Linked DNA regions of Sus scrofa: all the other regions are linked to region 1. Evidence: chromatin contacts called from public Hi-C data. All regions are on one chromosome and are shown on one strand. Each heading gives the region's core, a stretch centred on a gene start, on an enhancer-like site or on the middle of the called end of the contact. The rest is flanking DNA. Distances are from core to core; before and after follow the strand shown.

Region 1 (3,490 bases), core at 272-2,771:
TGAGCCTTTTTTCCTAAAAAGAAGAAACAGGGAAGCAGCTAAGCCAACTATGCTGACTCTGGAGTGCTGAACTGGGACGTGATTTATTCAAATGAAAACTCCCGGGGAATTGTTTTGGAGGGATCCATAAAACAAATGTCATTTTCACCTGGAGAAGTCACCCAACCTTCTAACCAATTCCAAATACAGTTCTCTAATGCAGATTTGACAAATTTAAAATCTCTTACACAAAGTCATTCATCATCTAATATGAGCCTGCCCTGCGTCACTGTTTAAGTTATAGCTTTTTAATGGGGTAAAACATTTCTATAAAATCATCAAAATACCTTACACCAGAACTGCCTATAAGAAATTGATGAGTTTCAAGCATTGATTCAACCCCTGAAAACGTCAACCTTGCCATTGGCACTGTGGGCATTTCTAATAAAAGCAGCTAAGGAGGTATAATGAATATCTAATGAACCATTTTGTGTGTCTATGTGGTTTCTTGAATTGGGAATAAATCAATGAGCCTTACAAAATGCATATTTTAGTGGTATATTCATAAACAATAATCCTGTTTTTCTATCATGACTGGAGTGTCATTCTTTTTATAACACAACTGAAGATTCAATAATTTTATATATACATAACCTAGAGCTTAAAGGGGGAGGGCAACCTAGCACATGTTTGATTTTTAAAATGTTCTTGTGTGTGGAAGCTATGTGGATCACAAAGGTAAAACCAAAGCACTCACGATCTAGTAGCAAACATGGGACATATGAATAATAACCAGTAAACAATGTGGAAACCTCCATGAATGCAGGAGCAGGAAGTAGCCTAGACTGAATGCCATGGGCTAAGGAAAGCTGAGGGCATGAATCTCGCTTTGCAGACACAGTAGCTGAGCCCGTGCCAGCACTCCTGGCTGGTTCAGCCAGGGACAGTGGTCTCACTGGGCTGAAATAAGCTCCCCCAGCAATAGTGTGTCATGTTGCCCTGCAGAGCTCCCCCACAACCCTGCCAAAGGATTCAGCTGTGCTGTCCCACTGGCTTCCACAGCAGGAAATGGGTGCGTTGCTTTCCCTCCCATTGGCATGGGTTCAAACCCTGTGATCCAAAGGTGCCTCTCTATCTCAGCAACTTCCCTTCCAGAGGCCAAATATAACCAACCCTTTCCCAGCTCACAAAATTTCCAGTCAGACGGCCATGCACAGTGACAGCAGCCAAAGAGCATCTCCACAGCCCAGACCACAGCCAAAAATAACCGTCACTTGGTGAGTATGGGTTGGAACTATTTCTTCCTGTTCTTGGGACTTCGTTCAAAGGTATTTTGGTTTGGGTTTTGGATTGTTTTGTTTTGTCTTTGGTTTGGAAGTAAACATAGTAACTGAAGAAGTTGCTACATCAACATCCCATATTAGACTCATAGGTTTAAATCCAGTTGGGGTGGGTCATGAACAGAAATGTATCCATCTCTTAAAATCTCCCCAGTCACCTATATAAAAGATAGTCTAGCACATGCTTCTCCTCTCCACTCTGGCCGGCAGTACCTCCTGCACAGCCATGATCATGCTTGGACCAACCAATAGGATCCCTTTCTCCTCAGTCTAGTTGAGGTAAGAGGCTCATCTTTGTGGCTGGATGCAGTCGCTTCCATGTTTATACTCATGATGCACCAGGGCAGCAGTCAGGACTTGGGCCCCAGAGCTGTCAGTTTAGTGCCCTCCACAAGTACTAAAATGAGTTAAATTATTCATTTATTTCTGTAAAAGTACGCAGTGTTCAACAACCACCAAGCCCACTTTTGATCTGCTTCCTGACACACAACACTCTTGTCAACCAGGTTTTTTTGCAGGCTAGCAGACACATCTTGTTAAATCTTACTGAGTGGATGACACTAAATGGAATCATGCTAAAGAGATCCAGGCTGGGGAAGATGATTGTCTTCTCCACGCCCTCTTTCCAAATGCAATGAACAATATGCCATTGTGCAAAACCATAACCTTCAATTGTTGGAACATCTTTGTACTTTTGTTCTTCAAAGGCAGAATGTTTTCTGGCCTGGTACTACCTGAGAATCCTCCCTTAACTTCTACATGTGCAAGCATATCACACAGATACATCTCATTTCTTGTCATAGTGCATGCTGTGCTAGGACCAATAAATAATTTATGCATTTAATGCATTTATCAGCTCTCCTGTGTGTGTGTGTGTGTGTATGTGTGTGTGTGTGTGTACATATACATATCCTCTGTGCCAGTGTCAAAGATGTCTTTTATATTAACAGAAAGCAAGCAACCTCTTGGGTGTTTCTGTACCATGAAATTAGCTTTGCATCTTATGCATCAAATGAGTGAAAAGTGATAACAGGTCCCTGTTCTTTACACAAAACTAAGCACTCATTTATATCAGAAAAGGAGTTGTACTAAGCATTTCATGTTGAATGTTTTCTGAAATTGCTCCCTTCCCTTATTCTTTTCTAAGGAAGGCGTCTATTACTCCAGGGCCCTGTAGATTGCAGAGGGAAAATGGCTCCTAAGTCTCTACGTGTTCTATTTAGGTTGCCTTTTCTTTGCTTCCATGTCAGAATATTTATCTTGCTTATCATCAAGAACAGCTTCCTAGCACCCAGCAGTGCCAAGTGTGGCACCAGGTGTATGTGTTTGGCAGTCCTCACCTCCACTGCTGTCCACCGGCTCCAACTTGGATTTAACCATGTCATCACTCACACCCTGCAGCAGCAGCCTCTTGGGGTGCTACCAGCAAGATGACAAGTAGCAAGAATGAGCACCAGGGCAGCAGCTGCCGTGGGGCAAAGTCAGGTGTCACACCTGGCTAATGTTGCCTTTCAACTCCAGCCACCTCTCTCCATCCAGCTTCCTCATTTGGAAGGCTTTTGTGTCTCCCTGATGCCATGAAAGAATAGCCAGAATCATACAATCTTGGAGGAAGAGATCTCAAAAACATCTAGTTCAACCTGCTCATTTTAAAGATAAGGAAATGGGAGCCCTGAGGGGTTAAGTTTCTCGGCCAAGCTCATGCAGGTGGTTGTCAGCAGAGTAATGACTGGAATCAAGTAACAGATCCACTTTCTAATGATCTTTCCACAAAACCTGTGCCTCTTCAACATTTGGGGATAAATTTTAATCATGACCCACGTTATCTACAAATACATACAACTAAGACAACAGTCTCACTAAACTGTACTTATCTTTACTATAGGTGATACACTTTGGTATCTTCTATTGTAGTACATTCATTTTAAAAGAGGCTGGATACTGCTTGGCAGCATGTATACTAAAATTGCAACAATACAGAGAAGATTAGCATGGCCCCTACACAAGGATAGCATGCAAATTTTCCCCATATTTTTTTCACATTTACCAAATGTTCCTTTTCTTTCCAGGGATAATATTTATAGGTACACAGTTAAATAATTTGCATTTTTCCTAATTAGATACTTCTACTGAATGTCTAGAAGATGGGGTTGAATTAGATACAAAGAAGG
Region 2 (3,490 bases), core at 409-2,908, 370 kb after region 1:
TAGTAAAACACAAATAGTATATTTTCACTTCGAAAGAAATTTTACTTTCATAATGACCTTGGCCCGCAGTATATCCAGTGCTACAAAAAGCACTGATAGCTGCCTATAGTGGGTATTTTTTGCTTTCTGCCATTCATGCTTAAGAGTAGTGACACCGTAAGGACTCTACAAGCCCCAGTATGTCTGTAGTTAACAGAAGTTAGAAGAGTTCTCCTTCATTCTGAAAGGAAAGCGATTTTTCACTTTGAGAATGACAACCCACATTTGGTGATAAGCCCATTATATAAAGGGTTCAGAGATCAACCTTCAGCTTTTCCTTATGGAGAAATGGGGGTGGGGATAAACCTTCATTGATGGGGCAAGGGAAATCCAACTGTTCACACCTACTCTGGAGAACTTTTGAAATTCCCATGAGGTCTTATTATTAGGTCTGTGTCGAAATGTCAGCTTCTTTCTTGAGGATCTTTAATTATGGATTCATTTCTTTTTTAAAGTACTTTTTTAGGTATTCAGTCCTTATCAGCCTAGTCCTAGGGAAGGCTTTGTGTCTCTAATATAGCTGTTGCTGAGTGACACAGCAGCTCTTCCTGTCTCTAACCTGGGCACTCCTGTCACAACCACAGACTCCTGATGAGGTCAGAGATCTCAAAGAGCCCGGTGGCATGAGCAGGGGAGATTTAAAGGTTTATTTCATGGGAATAATTTTTTCTTGCTTGGAGTTTGAAGGGGTTCCTTCTTTGGGAGAATTATAAAGATCACTGACCAGCCTTTGTCTCTCATTCAAGGTATTGCTGTTTGAATACTCATGTTCAATATCACCTTGATACACAACTCCCAAGGCCTTGAGAAAACTCTGACATATATTGAGGCAGTGCTGATAAAGTGGGTGGGCCAGCCCAGTCATTTGGCTCTGGTCTCTAGCTCAAGAGGATCCCAGATTGTGGCTGCCATTCTGTAGCAAATTCGTGCAGAAAAGCAGAGAGTGTATCACCATCACGTGGATACTAAATTCATCATACTCCTAGCTCTCATGATATCTTCAGGAGCAAGGCCAGATCCAGGAGTGAGGGGCGTAAAACCTGTAAGCTTTTTGGTTCTTTCAGAGGCTCTTGGACAGCCTAAATACATGTTGATGCAGTAGCACTTTGCCAATTCCTACAGCCACAACTGGGTAGAATGTTGTGATATCAGCAGCTGTCAGTTAACAAACCTCTCTCATTGGTAAGGTGCATCGAAGGCCATGACAAGACCAGCAATGACTATTAAGTGTCTAAACAGCAAAATGAGGCATTGTCACCCACGTTGCTGGCCAACTGGTAAGAACCAGGGCTTATGGAGAAACACTGCAGAAGAGATGAGAGACAGCTGATCTCTGGCAGGGCTCTGCATTACCTCGAGGGGAGAGCCAAGCTCTGGCTCTTGGAAGAACTGCTCTCTGCACTTGCAAGCAAAGGCCAGGCACACAGGAAGGGCCCTGGGACTGTGCTCGGGCAAACGTGAAACTCAAGCTCTGAAAGCTAAGCCTCAAATCCAAATATGCTGTTATGCAAAGCGTTCGCAGCTTGGCTCACATTTGATTATCATATGAGGTTACTTGTTGGCATCTGCTGAGTAATTCCCTGGCAAGCCCGTGGCTTGTCAGTGGCATTCCTTCCTAAGTCACAACTGGACCAACGGCCTGGCTCAGGGAGCAGAGGCCAACACTGTGCAAGAGGCCATATTCTCCATGAAACCTACAGCCCACAGTCCTGATTTGCTGATGTCACCATGCCTGCTTTTCCATATTCAAAGATGAGCTGGTAAGCAGTTCCAGTGAGTGTCTGACAGACTCAGGGAAATCTTTTGGGGGTTGCACGTAACTGTTGAAGTGAGGAATATTTGTCTGTCATCAGTTGGATGAGAAAAGTTAAAACTCCTGCCAGAACTTCGGAGGCCTAGGGAGATGGCATCTCTCGCGGGAGCAACATTAGGCCAATTACAACGCTCAGCATTTTCCCAACACTCTGAGTTCAGAGCTCTTTGCGATCCGTTTGTTTCTTTAGCTGAGTTTCTTAAACACACACCGCCCCTTGTAGAGCTCTCTGGGCCTTCACCCAAAAGCTGAAGGATACAAAGAGGAGGAAGAAAAGACAGAGCAGCCGCCTCTACCCAAAGAGAGAAACCAAGCCAAATATTTCAGCGATTCATTATTCTCCAAAAGCTTGTCAATACTTACAATGGGGAGAAACGGAGAACAGCCAATATGTGTGGCAATAGAAGACTGGCCGCATACAATATGGAAAAAATAAGCAGTCATTAAAATCATGCTGTAGACTGTAGAAGAAACATTAATGACATGCAAACCTAGAAAGAATATATGATTAAGTAAAGCCAATTATAAGACATTTTGGGCAATATGATTACATTTTGTAAATACATATGTACATTTCTAGATGATATATACATATAGAAAAAAGACTGAAAGAATAAAAGTTAAACTGTTAATAGTGATATTTCTAGGTTGGGGTGGATTATAAGAGATTTTTCTTTCTTTTTTCCTCCAAATTGTCTACACTGAAGATGTTTTTAAATTTTGTTAACATCTTTTTTTTTTTTTTTGCCACAGCTTTAGTGGCTGGATGTGGGATCTCAGTTCCCAGACCAAGGATCAAACATGGGCCGCAGCAGTGAAAGAACCGAGACTGAACCACTAGGCCACCAGGGAACTCCCTAATTTTGTTTACATCTTTGTTATTATTATCATTTTATCAAAGAAAATATGCTCACAGCATAAGTTCAAACAATACAGACATGTTTAAAATCCAAAGTAAGATTTCTCTTAATCATGCATATACTACCCTGTATTTTAAATTTTTCCTAGAGTATTTATGCAAAGAATTACATATAGGTCTTCAATTTGCCTTTTTTTCACCTAAAGTATCTGGAACATCTTTCTGGGTATGTGTGAGCACTTTTCTTAGTTTCTTGTAAGGTGATCACCAGGGGCCCTGGCAGGCCAGCAAAGAGTGGGAGCTATAGCCGCAAGCCCACCAGAGTGAGGGTCTCCCCCTTCCTGCCGTAGATAGGCAGGGCAATGAATGGGCACTGAAGTCCCAAGATGTTAGAGCTGAAAAAAAGACTTGAAAGAAGACTTAATTAAACCCATTCCTTAAGTGATGAAGAGATGAATGTCCACAGACCAGAATCCAAGTCTTCTAACTCTGTGTCTAATATTGTTTCTACCATGACACACTGCATAGTATAAAATAGATAATATTAAGTACTTTAAAAAGAGCTCTTGGAGTTACTGTTGTGGCTCAGTGGGTTAAGAACCCAACTAGGCTCCATAAGGATGTGAGTTCAATCCCTGGCCTCGCTTGGTTAAGGATCCAGCGTTGCTGCAAGCTGTGATGTAGTTCACAAGATGTGGCATAGCAGCTCCAATTGGACCCCTAGCTTGGGAACTTCCATTTGCCACAAGTACGGCCTAAAAAGAAAAAAATAAAAATAA
Region 3 (3,490 bases), core at 705-3,204, 340 kb after region 1:
CAGAGAAAGCTCTTAAAACTCGGTATTTGAGAAAACTCTCATGGTCTGTCAGAGAAAGGAGGGCTGTGCAGCTTTAAATCACAAGTCCTTCTCTCGCCTTTGTCAAATATCTTCTACTTTACAAGCCCTGAAAAGAAATAGAGACTCTTTTGTTTGGTTTCCCCTTTTCGGAGGTGACAGAAAACTGAAAGGAACACAAATAAACCTGAAAATGAGAACAAAGTGCGAGGTCGTGCCCGGCTGCCAGGCGGTCGCTCCGGGCGGGACGCGGGAGCAGCCTCGGAGCCCCTCCGCCTCGCGCTCCTGCAGCCGCCGGCCGCGAGCCCCGGGCCGTCACTGCTCCCCGCGGCTCGCACGGAGCGCGACCCCCGGCCCCTCGCGCAAAGAGAACTCTGGCGGGAGGAAACCCGGGCATGCCTCGGAAAGGGGAAGAGCCAGCCGCTCCCGGCCCGGCTCGCGCCCTTTAATTCGGGGGGCGTCTTCGGCGGGAGAGATCCCTCAGGAGAGGCGTCCAGCCCGCCGCCCGCGCAGCTCCCACAGGGCAAGGCGCGGAGCGAAGGACATTTAAATCCCGGGGCGACCGGCGGAGCTCGTCCGGGCCAGCCCAGACGCCGCAGCGACCCCTGGAGCGCCACGGCCGCCAGCCCGTCGAAGCCCTGAGAGGAGCGGCCGCCGAGTGGCATTAAAATGTATTTTCCTCCCCTCAAATCGAGGGGGCGGGGAGGGAGGGGGAGAGGAGAAAGAAAGACGCTCAGCGAGCCACAGACAAGGAAAGAGAGGAGAGAGAGCATAGAGCTCGGCCCGGCCGCCCGCTCGGCACCGGCCGGCATTGTCTGTGCGGCCCGCGCCCCCTCCCCCGCCCCGCACGGCCCCGCCACACACACCCTCCGCCGGAGCCCGGCCGTCCGCCGGTGCCTTTGTCCACATTCACCCCCCAAAACAGGCGAGCAGGGCTCCAGGACGTGCTCCGGGGGAGGAGGGGGAGGAATGGAGGGGACCGGGAGCACCCGACACCCACCCCGCCGACCCCGCGGCGGGGCGCGTCCTGCTGATTCATTTCCCACTCGCGCTGGCCCGTCCGGGGAGACAGGGGGCGGGGAGGGGCGGGGAGGAAATGGGCGCTCCACTCAGGAGGACTGTCCGGGCCGGTGAGGGCACCGGGCGGGGTGCGGGCGCGCGCTGCGCTGAGGGGCTGCCCAGAGGGGAGGGGGCGGGCGCCCCCCTGAGGGACTGACCGACGGACAGACGGCCCCCAGACTGCCCCGTGACTCACCGACTTGCAGGACGTTGTCGACGCAGCCGCTTTCCAGCAGCGCGATGCCCCGGCGGAAGGGCAGCCGTGTCTCATCGCCGCCGTCCGCCGACCCGGCGGCCCCCACCGACGGGGCCCCGGCCCCGGCGGCGGCGGCAGCGGCGGCGGCGGCGGCGGCCGAGGTGGCGGCCGGCGAGGACGAGGAGCCGCCGCCGCCCGCGCCGCCCGCGCCGCCGCCGGGGCCGCCGCTGTCGTCGCCGGGGCCGCCCGCGGCGCCGCCGCCGGTGTTGAAGGACGAGTACATGCAGATCTCCCGCTCGCTGCGGGGGAAGGACCAGTAGACGATGCGGCGCTGCACCGGCTCCGGGATGCGCTCAAAGCGCTCCTCCACGCGCTGGAACGGCCACTTCTCAGCCACCTTGCGCGCAGCGATGTCCAGCAGCGACTCGGGGCTCTGGGTCTTGCCCGGTGGCAGCAGCCCCAACGCTGCGCCGCCCCCGCACACCGCTGCCGCCGCACCGCCCGCCCGCGGGCCCGGCCGACAGGCAGAGCTGTAACCGCCACCCGCTCCTCCGCCGCCGCTGCTGGCCCCGCCGCCGCTGCCGCCGCCGCCGCCGCCGCCCGGCCGGCAGCAGAGCCGTTTCGCGGGAGGAGGCTGCTGTCCGCGCTCCGCCATGACCGCGCCGCTTCTAACCCGACAGCGGAAGTGCCGAGACCCTATAAACGGCACAAGGAAGCGCGACACGCACACGCCGCCGCGACGCCACGCTGCCATCTAGGGCCCGCCGCTCCTTGTATGGGCACAAGAGGCGAGGCCTTCTCCATGACGTCCTGGCTGAGGCGGGGCACCGATAGGGGGACCTAGGGCCAGGGGCGGGCCCTATGCAAATCGCTGGGCTGAAACATAAATAGAGCACTCCGCGGACACCAGGGTAGCGGGGGCGGTGGGGTTGGGTGCCGGTGGGGTTGTGAGAATGTCAGGCTGCTGTGACGCGGAGGGGCGGGGCTCTGGCAGGGTTCCCGCGGGAGGGGGCGGGCCGCCAGGCCTGGCCTAAGGTGGGTGGGTCTTTGCGCCCCTAGCCTACTCAACTTACCCCTCCAATTCCCTGCCATCCTTTGATGTCCTGCAAGTGAGGACGCGCCTCGTGGGTCGCAGCGGGGAGGGAAGGGGAGATAGGAGGTGAGTAAGGAGGAGGTGTCCGAGCTAAATGGAGGGCGGGGCCGGCGGGTCGATGCCCCACCCCCCCATCAGAGCCTGCCCGCCGGGGGAAAAGCCTCTGGGCGGAGGAGGCGCTTTCAAAACAAAGAAATGCGGCGTGGAACCCCGGGGACCGGGGTGGAGAGGAAGGCGGAGGAGGTGCGGCTGAAGCTGCCCGGCCGCCCGCTTCCCCTCCAGTCAGACCGGAGGAACTCCCCCCACCCCCAGCCCAGGCTGCGGCGCCGGAGAAAAGGGAGGAGGCTGCGTTCCGCGGCTGTTTTCCAGTTCACTTTTGCAAACCTAGGCGGAGGAGGAGAGCACCAGCCCCGCTGCCCCTCGTGGCTGCAGTGCACCCAGCCCCGAGCTCCAAGTCCGCTCTGTCTCGGCTCCTGAGCCTGCCAAAGTGTCCGATAAAGCGCAGAGCGCTCCGAACCTGCCCAGTAGCAGTGCGACTTGCGTCCGGAGCCAGCCACAGCCGCCCCGCCCTCGCGCTTCCTCAGCCCCGCGGGCGAGGAAGCCGGCCCGCTCGCCGGCGCGGAGCTGGGGAACTTGAACCGGCCCTTGTCGCCCCCGCGGCCGCGCTGCGGATACACCAGTCCATGCCTGAGAGTGATCGGGCTCGTAGTGGAGGGCACCCGGGGGCAGTGGGTTTAGCAAACACACCTTTGTGAGTACAGACACCACGGGCGGGCGCGCGCGCGCGCGCACACACACACACACACACCCTACGGGCCCGAGCGCACAGCCCAGCAACTGCAGACGGCGCGCCCCGGCTGCTCCGCAGCGGACGGCGGCTGCGAGCGCGCTTGGTGCGCACTTGAATCTGGCACGCCTCGGCCCCAGGCGTCGGGCTGAGGGGAGCCCTGGCGCTCGGGATGTGCGCCGCGCTCTCTGCCGCCCCGAGCGGCCCATCCTCCAGGGTAAAGGCAGCGTGCAGGGCGGGCGAACAGAGGACACAGCTTGCTGGGGCCAGGGCCAGGGTAGAAGCGGAGAGTCCCAGGCTGAACCAGGAACGCTACGGACGTTGTTTTTCGCACTCA
Region 4 (3,490 bases), core at 396-2,895, 270 kb after region 1:
GGCTTTTTCACCTTGCGTCCCCTTATGGGAGAACTAATTAAAAGCATTTCTCCCTGGAGAAATCAAGATACAGTGAGGTCAAAACTGAGTGAACAACGGCATATGATTGGTGACTAATAATTCACAACCTCTGCCCTAAATCAATGTTCAATACACCAAATATTCCTGTTGGAAATTCCATGTTAAATGAAATAACCTTAATGTCTGGACCCAATATAAAAGGATAGTTTATAGTTCTTCATAATTTTATTATTATTCTGCACTAAGTATATTATTGCCAAAGTTATCTAAGTAAAAAACACAAGTAAAAAAACACAAGTTCTTAAGTCTAGCCTGATGCTTTAAAGAAAATAAATCAATTATAATACTATTCACAAACTCAGAACACTCTTGAATTCTATGAAATTGTCAATTCAGGGCTGAACATGTTGTCTTTTGCCAAAAAAGGTCCAGGTTTTTTGTTGTTTTGTTTCTTCCTGGTCTACAGGCTGACTTAATCTTAGCCAGGCTGCTACACATATGTGCAATTATAGTGACCAACTCCAGAAGGTAAGTGCAATCAATGCCTAAAGAAATGATCAAGATCATGCATAAGTGGCTTAACAAGGACAAACAAGCATAAGGCTCATGGACTAAAACCTCCATCCCTGAAACACACAAATCCAGTCTATTAAATTATCTATACCAGATAACTTCAGTAGTCACTCAAGTCTTCCTTTATTGGACTGATCAAGCAACAAAGTTTTCCATGAAATGTAATGGCTCTGTTTTAGACCCTTGTTTATAAACTTGTATTGTACTCCATGTTCACCCCCCACACCACTCACCTCCCCACGTACAAAAGGCTAATAAACTTGCTTTCCTGACTATAACTCACATTAACTGTGAACCAGAAGATTGACAAAAACCCTTGGAAATGACCAAGCAAAGTGATCTAATTAATAAATAGTCGAGGAAAACGCATGTTTTTAAAAATAAAATTAACCGTATGAAAACAGGAAACAAGAAGGGAAATGCAGCTTTAAATGTGACCTTTGTAAGTTGTCCCCAGAAAAAAGCCCACATTTTTCTCTGGGGGCTGAAGAATCAGCAGCAGTAACTCAAACCTACTGTGCCCATAGGTGGTTTTAATAGAGCTGTACTCGATATTGGCAGTTATTGACAACATTTCTTCTTGACGTTCTTTTTAGAGAATTGCGTTCGACAGTTTTTACAATTTTTTCTCATACCAATTCTGAAATGAAATGGACTTTCGGCAAGAAAAATCCAGAACCTCTTACCCAGCAAAAATCATCTCTCTAGCCCCGCCTCCATTAAGCATCACCATAGTTTATACTCTCTCCCTCCCTGAAATAAAAACAGCCCGCGAAATTTGACAATCTGATATATGTTATAAATATTTAACTTTATGCTTATACTTACTATTCAAACTGAAGAAATAGAGAGCCTTGGCTTTCAAAAACGATAGAAAAGAAAGTGTTCCACCTTTTTTACAAGGAAAATATATAATCATAATTTAATATTCATTAAGGAACCTCAAACCAGCGCGCCGCCCCGCCCCCGCTGTATCACTAACACACATGCGTTCCGCCCCGCGCCGTCAGTCACATACAAGCCCCGCCCTCCCGCGTGCCGTCAGTCCTGGCTCTGGCCTGAGGCTGAACCGGCGGCGCTGACGTCAGCTGGCGACCGAGGCCGCATTCCTAAACAGTTCAGACAAACCCACTGGTGGGAAGCTTAGAAAGCCCTCAGCTGTAGTGAAGAAAGCAAAGGCTTGGCCGACAGCCAGACTCCTGAGCTCAGCATTTTGTAATGCACTTCCTTTTTACTTAACAGCTTGCATAATGCTTTTAACCCTTCCTTTACCTGCATCACACCTTTAACCCCTTCGCTTCCCAGTTGAAGTTCAAAGCAAACTTCCAAACTCTATCATCCACAGGATTTTAATGTATTCTGCCCAAATCACAAATGACTGATTTTTAATATTGCTGAAGAGGCAATTTAATTAAACATATGTTCCCCTCAAACCGCGCACTTTTTTCCCGGTAGAGCAATGCTACTTTTCAAGTAAGGAAACTAAACTATTTCATTAAAACAATATATTTTATTGTTCAATTTTTTTTCAAGACTCTTCCTTCATAAGTTCTCTCTCAGAACTTACTTTTTCAAAAGATAATTACCTTCAAAAATACAAACAGAAAAGTACAAAAAGTACATGCTGTGACAAAACTCTCCCTCCAACTCTTCCCAAGTCATCCAGTTCTCACTCCATGAAAACTAATGTGACTTATTTCCCTTGTATTCACTCAGGAGTAGTTTAGTTATATATAAGAAAATACACATATACTCTATTTTCTCCTTTTTTGCACAAATGGTAAACATGTGCTTCTTTCTCCGTTGTCTTTCTTTTTCAAAACTGCAAGGAATCCCACAATTTACAGTAATTACCAGACCCCCATACATGAGCATTTAGGCCATTTCTAATTTTTCTGCTAAAGCCACAGTGAAAATCGTGTATGTCCATTTTCCTAGAATATATTCCTAAATTAAGATTTGCTAGGTCAAAGCAAATACGTATTTGCAATTTTGAGCAGTGCCTACATACAAACCGCCACTCCACTGGAAGTGTATCTCTTACCCGCCTACCAGCAGTGCATGAGGATTCTATATCCCTAACACTGTCTCCTGAATGAAGAGCCTCTCCTTTATTTCATAGCAGTTCCAGATCCCAGATCTTTTGCCAGGCCATTGTTACTAAGCTTCTTTATTTTTTGAAAACAGATCTGTGGGGAAAAAATGGTATCTCAGTGTAGTTTTAATTTACATTTCTCATGTGAATGAAGTTGAGCATCTTTAAATATAATAAAAAGTCATTTGTATTTCCCTGTGAACTACTAAAATCATCACTTTTGCCCATTTTTTTGTTAGACTGTTGTCATTTTCTTACTATTTTGTAGGTAGCCTTTCTCAATGTTTAGGAAAGTAGCCTCTTGTCTGTGATGAGAGTTTGAAGGAACATTTTTATACATGAAGGAAATTTAGCCTTTTGTCTGTGGTATGAGCTGCAAAAAATATTTTCCAGTTAAGTGAATTTGGTAGTTTCTGTCATACAAAAATTTAGGGATTTTTATGTCGATGAACTGCTATCAATCTAGTCTTAAGGCTTCTGATTATTATTATATTATGAAAGACATGACTTTCATTCCCCATGCAGTTTATAAAAGAATACTCCTGAGGTTTCTTCTAACTTACTATGTTTTCAGTTTTACATTTTAGTATTTGGAGTTTGTACTTTGTTTTTTCCTAGATGGATATTCACTAGTCCCAGCACTGTCTATTGAATAATCGCTTTCCTCACTGATTTGAAATGCTGCCTTTATTATATTTACTAGATAATTTTATGCGAGTTGGGTTCACAGGATTTTTCTGCTGCATTTATCATCACTGATATTTATTTATTTATTTATTTATTTATTTTTATCTTTTTAGG

Evidence for each region. A called contact is a pair of places that touch in the nucleus more often than the background predicts.
Region 2: a Hi-C map of psoas muscle shows a contact between it and region 1, with 2.6 times the contacts expected there. The contact joins two enhancer-like sites. A contact is called at or near these places in 2 of 47 Hi-C or Micro-C datasets (psoas muscle and skeletal muscle) and 1 of 2 datasets of contacts at active chromatin or transcription factors (skeletal muscle).
Region 3: a contact with region 1 is called in a Hi-C map of heart right ventricle, with 3 times the contacts expected there. The contact joins the promoter of ZSWIM6 here to the enhancer-like site in region 1. A contact is called at or near these places in 1 of 5 promoter capture datasets (liver), 6 of 47 Hi-C or Micro-C datasets (alveolar macrophages, embryonic fibroblasts, fetal heart ventricle and 2 more) and 1 of 2 datasets of contacts at active chromatin or transcription factors (skeletal muscle).
Region 4: a Hi-C map of skeletal muscle shows a contact between it and region 1, with 2.5 times the contacts expected there. The contact joins two enhancer-like sites. A contact is called at or near these places in 3 of 47 Hi-C or Micro-C datasets (embryonic fibroblasts, psoas muscle and skeletal muscle) and 1 of 2 datasets of contacts at active chromatin or transcription factors (skeletal muscle).

The regions. Positions count from the first base shown.
Region 1 is chr16:40,442,197-40,445,686 of Sscrofa11.1, reverse strand. All of the region lies in intron 1 of LOC102167681 (a long non-coding RNA gene), which reads right to left. Among named protein-coding and RNA genes, the nearest start is that of ZSWIM6, 340 kb to the right of the region's middle. Within about 2 kb of position 1,521, at least 4 of the 83 cell types and tissues checked have an H3K27ac peak or open chromatin away from gene starts, as enhancers often do. A contact at or near this core is called in skeletal muscle, where this site is marked.
Region 2 is chr16:40,075,574-40,079,063 of Sscrofa11.1, reverse strand. LOC102161888 (a long non-coding RNA gene) reads right to left here. Exons shown (of 7, transcript XR_001301840.2): 6 at 2,216-2,260; 7 at 1-2,100. Among named protein-coding and RNA genes, the nearest start is that of ZSWIM6, 28 kb to the left of the region's middle. Within about 2 kb of position 1,658, at least 17 of the 83 cell types and tissues checked have an H3K27ac peak or open chromatin away from gene starts, as enhancers often do. A contact at or near this core is called in skeletal muscle, where this site is marked.
Region 3 is chr16:40,103,963-40,107,452 of Sscrofa11.1, reverse strand. ZSWIM6 (zinc finger SWIM domain-containing protein 6) reads right to left here and starts at 1,954. Exons shown (of 14, transcript XM_021076973.1): 1 at 1,274-1,954. The coding sequence starts at 1,928. LOC110257311 reads right to left here and starts at 1,267. Exons shown (of 1, transcript XM_021076974.1): 1 at 1-1,267. The coding sequence starts at 830. The coding sequence ends at 114.
Region 4 is chr16:40,176,211-40,179,700 of Sscrofa11.1, reverse strand. All of the region lies in intron 1 of ZSWIM6 (zinc finger SWIM domain-containing protein 6), which reads right to left. Among named protein-coding and RNA genes, the nearest start is that of ZSWIM6, 72 kb to the right of the region's middle. Within about 2 kb of position 1,645, at least 30 of the 83 cell types and tissues checked have an H3K27ac peak or open chromatin away from gene starts, as enhancers often do. A contact at or near this core is called in skeletal muscle, where this site is marked.